Linked DNA regions of Mus musculus: regions 2 and 3 are each linked to region 1. A link is a contact called in public HiChIP or PLAC-seq data. All regions are on one chromosome and are shown on one strand. The core of a region is the stretch at or near the end of the contact, and the rest is flanking DNA. Distances in the headings are between cores, read along the strand shown. Region 1 holds the start of BC024063 (cDNA sequence BC024063). Region 2 overlaps Gm10778 (predicted gene 10778). Region 3 holds the start of Ankrd24 (ankyrin repeat domain 24).

Region 1 (2,700 bases), core at 98-2,597:
TCTCCCAACTCCCAAACACAAGACTTTTAACAAACCTCAATCACCTTAACCCTCAGTTTTCAGCCTGTGAAATGGGCACACTCACATGTAAAATTTTGAAAGTCTGTCAAGTTTAAGACACAAGAGATGGCTCAGCAACTAAGACTTCTGCTCTAGTGGAAGAGCTGGGTTTGGCTTCCAGCACTAACATGATGACACAAAATGATCACTAGATCCTGGTGGGGAGCATCTAATGGTCTCTTTGGTCTTCTATGGACTCCAAACACCCAAGTGATGAACACACATGCACGGAAGCAAAACACTCATGCACATCAAATAAATTTAGTAAATTAAAAATAAAGATCTCCATATCTCTTATATGTCGCCATGGATAAAACAGCAATAAGACATATATGACAATATGACAAGTATCTGTAGCCAAAATTATCATTTCGTAATTAAAAGACTCAAAGAACTTGGTCAAAGGAGAGAAATCTTATGACTCTAGACAATTAGTCTCAGTATTGTTTCAGTACATAATCTGAGCTATAGATTCAACAAACGTCCAGTAAAGAGTCTAAGGATTTCTGCAATGAGCGACAGAAAGCCGATGACAAAAGGTCATCATGAATGAAAACATGAGCACACAAGGCTGAATAAACGGCACGGTGACACCGTCTGACTTCTAAATTACCCTACACCTGCCATAAAGACTGTGCTGTTTGAGACCGACAGAACATGAGAGAACACTTAGGACAAAAACACAATTAATACTCGGTCGATTTGGACAACTTAGGCAGGGAATCACAGTGAGTCTGGCCTTACTAACACACGTGACTGGACCACCGTGGCATCTACATGCGAATGTGTTAATGACACAGGCTTTACACTGCGCAGAGTTAACTGCGATGGATGCTACACCCGAATGTCAAGTGCCAGGTACAGAACTTCTGGAAGACACTAAAGAAAAGAATTTGCTCTGCCAGTCAGCAAATCTCTCCCACTGACAACAAAACCCGCGCATGCGTGCCCGCTGAAGGATGCCCGTGTCCAAGCATCATCTCTAGCTTCCTATGCTGTGCGCCGGCGCAGCCCGGGGAACCGTCTCACTGGGAGGTGCTGCTTCCACACCGGAGGATAAGGGAACTCGGCGACTTCGGGTGACAAACGCAATTACGAAGGTCGCCACATCTCGCTGCCGGTGCCCGCACCCCAGGACAACCCCACATGGGACCCCGCGGATCCTCCCCGCGTGGGGACGGCGGCCTCGCTCACCATGGCGCGGATTCCAAGTTCGCCTCACTCTCCGCTCAACTACCGGCAGATGGTCAATAGTGCTTTCCTCAGATTCACAACAAAGCGGGTAATATGGCGGACAGGAAGTGCCCGCCCACTATGACTGAAGGCTCGTCTCGAAGTTCTGATTGGCTACTGAGGCCTGAGTGACAGGAGCAGTGTCCCTAAGAGACATCGTGTTTCCCATCTCCGGCTTCCACTACAGGCCAAGAGCGGGCCTAGATCATAAGGCAGGCTTTGCTGTAGAACTTGTTCCTGGACTGCAAAGTGGTCCCTGCACTTTTCCTGCACTCAGTAGGCACGTCCCCGTCTTCCTCCTGGGCAGAGAGTGTTATGTCTCAAACCCAGAAACAAATAAATTTGGCGCCTATTTATCAAAAATGCTATCTGCCAGGTTCCCTCTGCATATCTCAGTCTCTACCTGTTACAATGTTGGCCTGCATGCCTGGCCCCTACCGTGAACTTCTCCAGACTAGGATCTTGGCTACCCTTTACCCCATATGTCCTCCCCACGTATATCTCAGAGGCGGGGTGGAGGATTTTTTGTTTGGTTGGTTTTGTTTTTTGTTATCTACCCTTTACATGCCTGACTTCTTGGTCTGCCTCCTCCATCTCCCCTCCCTCCTCTTCTCACATGCCTAAGGGTTCATCTCGTACTTATCTCTGCCTCTGGCTGTATTCTCCCATTTATTTACAAGAATTCTCCCTCACAATATCTAGGAGTAATCATGGTCTTTACTTTTTTCTTTTATTCATTCATCTGGGGCCAAAAATCAGGACCAGTCATGTTCTTCTTTTCTTATTTCTTAGTTTTTGATTCACAGGGCTCTAGCATACACAGATGGTTGCTCAGTGTATATTGAAGTGATCCCCCTACCTCACAGCTGAAATAATACCCCACACATTCAGGTTGAAATTAAGCCAACAGATTAAGTTAATTAAAATGAATTAAGATTAATTAAGTCAGCATCAGCAATTTCAATAAGATTTCCTCACACCTCTCAGATGTACATTCTTAGCCAAGCAATAACACTTTCCCAGCCTTCTGTCATGGCACTGGCCTACTATGCCACCATCCCAGAGGTGGGCATCAAAAGGTTAAATGAGTGAGGACTATACCACCAATAATTATGGTCTCCAGAGTGAGCATGATGCCCTCTCCATGTGACTTCCAAATGGAGAAAGAAGAGAGATTTCGCCACAATTTCATGTTTACATCAGTATTTAAAACAATACTGATTGGTCTCCCTTGGCTGTAGGCAGGTTCTAGAGTGGGCCAAATTCTGACATCTCACATCTAGGCAACATCTTTTTGTTGTTGTTGTTGTTTGTTTGTTTTTTCGAGACAGGGTTTCTCTGTATAGCCCTGGCTGTCCCAGAACTCACTTTGTAGACCAGGCTGGCCTCGAACTCAGAAATCCACCT
Region 2 (2,700 bases), core at 190-2,689, 430 kb after region 1:
CAAAGTGAATTCCAGGACAGCCAGGGCTATACAGAGAAGCCCTGTCTTGAAAAACCAAAAAAAAAAAAAAAAAAAAAAAATGCTTTTTTAAAGGAAGGAAGGAAGGAAGGAAGGAAGGGAGGGAGGGAGGGAGGGAGGGAAGAAGGAAAGAAAGAAAGAAAGAAAGAAAGAACAAACCACCATGCTGCCCATTGGTGCTCCCACTGTAAGGCCTTCCCAGAGACCCTCCGTGACAAGGGCCACACAGGTCAAACAACTCACACTTTACAGGCCTTCCCAGCCCTGCCTCCTACCCCAGGAGCACACAGAGCCATTCTACTGCAAATTTGCATTGAAGTAGAAATTCTTCCAGCCTCCCAGAGCACTTTATGCTTCTCCTCCTAGGTGTAGGGTCTCTAGAGTGCACAGTCATTACACACTCAGTGTGCAGTGCAGCCATCCCTTTACCTCAGACCTCAGAAGTCCTGCAGCCAACCTTAGGTCAAACTCTAATCGGACTAACCATTAAAGCAAAAGGAGGCCATGAATTTGAATGCAGGGAGGGTATGTGGAGGACCAGGAGAGAGGAAAGGAAAAGGCCAAATGAAGTAATTATGATCTCGAAAATACATTTTAAAACAGGCTTTATGGCCCCGTGTTTCAAAAGAATAATAATCTGTATTCGAACACACCAAGAAAAACTCATACCATTTCTCTCAGGCCATTTTTTCAGCCAGAAAACCAACAGGCCAGTTAGGCAGGGCCACACCTATTTGTTCAGGTCTTCTGTTCTGGTTGAACTAGTGCAACTACACTAATGTGGTTTCCATAAGAAAATTCTTTATTATCCTGCTCTAAAGATCCTAAAAACAATATTTATCAGGACATTTACTGATTACCTAAAATTGATACCTGACTCAAGGATAATCCCAACTGCAAACAAAACTGAAAAACTTTCAGCCTCATTTCTGCCACCTCCCTTTCCACAAGACCTTACCAGTAGCCTGTCTTAGAGTTTCTATTGCTCTATGACCATGGCAATTTGTATAAGGGACAACATTTAACTGGGGCTGGCTTAGAGTTTCAGTCTATTATCATCAAGGAAGGGGTCATGGCATCATCCAGGCAGTCATGGTGCTGGAGGAGATGAGGGTTCTACATCTTTATCCAAAGGAAGCCAGAGCACTGTTTTCAGGCACCTAGTAGGAAGTCTCAAAGCCCACCCCCACAGTGATGCACCTCCTCCAACAAGCCCACACCTTCTAATAGTGTCACTTTGTGAGGAGTGGGTGCAGCCACCGCCCCAAGATATCCCTGGGACGGCTGCCAGGTCTTATTTAAGGCGCGCCCCGGGGTTGTTAGGCGGATTCCTGTTCCTGCATTGCAATGCTAAGTGTTCCTGAATACACCTGCTTGAAGGACAATGTGGTGTTGCATCTTTCCTGCTGGTCAGGGTGGATGCGACAAGTGATGGCCCATTCGGGAACTTCTGTTTCTCAAGAGCACTGCAGGTCCAGAACTTCAAGAGGTCAGGGTAGCCGGCTGGAAAGCTCCCAGGTAAGTGGGACGATTCAAGTTCTCGGTTAGAGACTATTAGGTTCCCGGATTAGGGACTATTGAGGTTCTCGGAGTGAGACAATTAAAGTTATCCAAAAATTAAAAGAAAAGCAATTGGTTGTAGCCCCTTAAAAGGTGCAGAAGGGCAAGGTCATCCATTATTTGGGAAGCCAAATAACAGAAAGGATATATAACTCCACAGAAGATTCAAATTAGAACTGATCACCTAAGGACTTTAAATGATTTTCAAAAGTTGTAGGAGACATTCAGTGGGTTAGGCCTTATCTGGGTCTAACAAATAAGCAATTGCAATCTCTTTATGACACCTTGCCAGGAGCGACAGCCCTGGATTCAGAGAGGGCTCTTACAGAAGAAGGAAGGGAAGCCTTAAAGTTAGTAGAGAAGGCTATTCAAATTGCTGCTTTAAAGAGGAGAAAGGTTGATCTTCCTATATCATTATGTATTTTGCCATCAGAAAATCAACCTGGGCTGGTGAGATGGCTCAGCGGGTAAGAGCACCTGACTGCTCTTCCAAAGGTCCGGAGTTCAAATCCCAGCAACCACATGGTGGCTCACAACCATCTGTAACAAGATCTGACGCCCTCTTCTGGAATGTCTGAAGACAGCTACAGTGTACTTACATATAATAAACAAATAAATCTTTAAAAAAAAAAAAAAAGAAAAAGAAAAAAAAGAAAATCAACCTACTGGAGCCCTTTGGCAAGGGGCTCCTTTATTATGGATCCATCCTAAAATGCCCCCCCCCCCCCCGCGCCAAAGTGTTATTCTATTATCCTGCCTTGGTTGCCCAATTGGCATTGCTGGGTTTACAGCAATGCGTGCAGCATTTTGGCACCCCTCCTGATGAAATTATTGTACCATATGATAGTAGACAAGTTGAAGTGTTGTCTGCCACTGTAGATGACTGGGCAGGTTTAAGATGCAGTTTTTTAGGCAAGATGGATAATCATTTTCCAAAAGATCCTATTTTACAGTTGTGTAAAGCTCACCCTGTAATTTTTCCTGTGTGAGTTCCTGTCCTGACTTCTATCAAGAACAGTGCTATGGAAGGATAAGATAAATAAACCCTTTCCTCCCCTTGGTTTTCATTACAGAAAACATTGCTGTGACATCTTGCTTTAAAAAAATAAATGAATAACCACT
Region 3 (2,700 bases), core at 161-2,660, 450 kb after region 1:
AGACACCCCGCCGCACCCCTCATGGCTGCTAAGTGGAACCTAGAGGCACGAGTCAGGGGTCAACCCCAGAAGAATGTCCAAAGCCACCCCAGCCCCAGGGCTTGGACACTCACGCAGACTTGCCCTCGGGGTCCAGTTTTGTAGGCACCAGCCCCTTGTGGGCGATCAACGAGGCCACTCTGGCCACATCGTTGTTCTCCACTGCCTGGAGCAGTCGCTGGTCACTTTTGCCCCAGTCTTGGCCCTGCGGTGGCACACCCAGAGGTGCGAGGGACTGAGTGGGTCGATGTCCTTTCCCCACCAAGGAACAGGGGCAGTTGCTCCGGGCTCTCCCCACCCACCCCTGAGCACTTGCCTGGCGCCTGCCTCTGGCTGCGGGTTTTGGGATAGGGCACCGGCCACAGGGTGGGCAGGAGCTGAGGTCGGTGGGGCTGAGCCGGAGCTGTGGGATAGGTGGTCCTGGGCTGGGGGCCTCAGACAGTGTCTCTGAAACCTGCACCCCCCAGCGTGTGATCCAGGCCCACCACCAGGGCAGCTTCCAGATATCAATCCTCCTCAAACCACCTGTGTGTGCCTTAATCCAAAGCCAGTTTTGAAAGACAGGGTACAACTTTTTTTTTTTTTTTTTTTTTTTTTAAATAGCATGTCTCTTATGTAGACCAGGGTAGCCTGAAAGTCACAGAAATCTCCCAAAGTGCGAGGATTTCAATGATCCAGCTTTGTTTTTGTTTTTTGAGTCAGGGCCTCAAGTAGCCTAGGCTGCTGTCAAACTCCCTGGGAGTCAGGATGACCTTGAATTCCTGAACTTCCTGCCTCCCAGTCCTCGAGGCTGGGGTGACAGGTGTGGAACATCACACCTGGTTTATGTAGTGCTGGGCATGGAAGCCAGGGCTTGGTGGTGCCAAGCTCCTCGTTCACAATTATTTTACTGTCTTAGTTTTTTTGAGACTGGGTGTAACTAAAATTAAAGATCCCCTGCCTTAGCCTCCGAATGCTGGGATGACTGGCCTTTTCCAAACTATCCTCCAGCGCCCAGAACCTCGCTCCGTCCTTCACAGCTGCTCAGCCAAGACCATCGCCCCCAGGTAGCATCAAGGCCTGGCCAGCAGAACTGCAGCCGCTAATGTTTTTAAACTCACTGCCCAGGAACATGGACAGTTCCTGAGTCACTCACTGTCCACAGTGTCCTCCAAGACCTGCATCCCGCAACGGCCTGCTGACCCCACGCCTGCACAGACACGCCTGCCCTCAACACCGCCCTCCACTTCCCGCCCAGGCTCTACAGGCGCCCCGCCCTCTGCCGAACTTCTTTCTAGGAAAGAGGGGAAGGCGCAGAGGGACCCAAACGCCTACCGCGAAGGAGGCAGCAGCACACAGGCACAGCTGCTTCATGGCGAACCGCAGGAGGGCGGGGCCAGATCAGACCACGCCTACCTCCTCAGACACGGGGCTCTGCCCTCCTCCTGTGGCACACCTCTTCTCCAGACTCAGCACCCTTCCTCACCAGGCTCAGGCACAGAGCCCGCCCAGCTTCCCCCTAGATTTCAGGCCCCTCCCACCTCTTCCACGAAAGCTCAGGGCCCGCTCACATCCGTTCTAAGTTCCAGGTTACTCCCATTTTCCCCAGGCCCGCTCGCCCGCTGCTATATAGTGCTCTCTTCCCCACCACCCCACTCCTGCACCGACACGCTCCATCCCGCTGAAAAGGCTCCGCCCCGCAACTCCATGATGGTCCCTATCGGGTGTCAGCCCGCTAACTCCTCACCTCCAGCTCACCTTACTTACAATGATGGACATCATTCATTCAGCCATCACCTTCCAGTCTTCATTCATTCATACATTTATGCCTATCTTTTCATTCATTCATTCGTTCATCCATCGTTTCACACATTCACTCTCTCCAACAGTCATTATTCGCACTTTGCTAATGTTTTCATTCACCCATTCGCTCATTAATTTCCTCACCACCCATTTACTAACGTCTTTTCATGGGCAAATGCATTGGCTTACTCATCCCTTCATTCACGCACACATCCTCTCACCCATTCACTCCTCCAACCTACCTGTCCACCCATCTACTCTTTCATTATTTACTTCGCTCCAGTAGCTCTCAAGTCTCACTCCAAACTTGAATCCCAGGTCTGCCTCGCCATTATCCACCTATGGGACTGACCTAGACCTCACCTGTTGGAGCCTCCGCCCTCCTCATATGTGCAATGGGGTTTCACATAGACTTTCCAGACACAGCTCCGGAGGGCCGTGCAGAGGCTGAGCAGAACGCACCGCCCTGCACAACAGGCCTGGTACACCATGAGTACACAATAAGAACTGCATTTCATTCTTCAGGCACATGCATCTGGACCTGTGCACAGCTTCCAGGCTGGGTCAGAGGAATCTTTAGATCAACTGGAAGTGGGGGTTGCAACCCCCGTTTCTGGCTCTAAGGTGTGTGGGCACTTGTCTGCCTTGCCTGAAATTAGAGCCCTCTATGCAGGACCCACAAAATATCCCTGGGCCACAGCCTGAGACTCTTCTGTTCTACATTTATCAAGTGACTGCGGAATGACTTTCTAGCTCTCTGGCTTCTGTGCATGTAAGTTGGCACTGTAGAAGCTGTCTTGGAGACGGAGCAGCAGGCAGGGACACACGACAGGAGCTGTGGGATGAGAATCCCAGAGAGGCAGAACTTGGGGAGAAGTG

What was found. HiChIP or PLAC-seq counts read pairs in DNA pulled down with a chosen protein or histone mark.
Region 2: a contact with region 1 is called in an H3K4me3 HiChIP or PLAC-seq map of embryonic stem cells, with 2.7 times the contacts expected there. The contact joins the enhancer-like site here to the promoter of BC024063 in region 1. A contact is called at or near these places in 3 of 39 promoter capture datasets (the C10 cell line, hippocampal neurons and liver), 3 of 115 datasets of contacts at active chromatin or transcription factors (embryonic limb bud, embryonic stem cells and stem cell-derived neural progenitor cells) and 1 of 9 other capture datasets (liver).
Region 3: a contact with region 1 is called in an H3K4me3 HiChIP or PLAC-seq map of stem cell-derived neural progenitor cells, with 3 times the contacts expected there. The contact joins the promoter of Ankrd24 here to the promoter of BC024063 in region 1. A contact is called at or near these places in 3 of 115 datasets of contacts at active chromatin or transcription factors (embryonic limb bud, embryonic stem cells and stem cell-derived neural progenitor cells) and 2 of 9 other capture datasets (adipose tissue and liver).

What each region holds. Positions count from the first base shown.
Region 1 is chr10:82,081,967-82,084,666 of GRCm38.p6, reverse strand. BC024063 (cDNA sequence BC024063) reads right to left here and starts at 1,347. Exons shown (of 4, transcript NM_001374033.1): 1 at 1,255-1,347. The coding sequence starts at 1,257.
Region 2 is chr10:81,654,035-81,656,734 of GRCm38.p6, reverse strand. All of the region lies in intron 1 of Gm10778 (predicted gene 10778), which reads right to left. Among named protein-coding and RNA genes, the nearest start is that of Gm10778, 6.3 kb to the right of the region's middle. Within about 2 kb of position 1,439, at least 4 of the 459 cell types and tissues checked have an H3K27ac peak or open chromatin away from gene starts, as enhancers often do. A contact at or near this core is called in embryonic stem cells, where this site is marked.
Region 3 is chr10:81,632,409-81,635,108 of GRCm38.p6, reverse strand. Ankrd24 (ankyrin repeat domain 24) reads right to left here and starts at 1,410. Exons shown (of 20, transcript NM_001374016.1): 1 at 1,354-1,410; 2 at 356-442; 3 at 114-244; 4 at 1-39. The coding sequence starts at 1,392.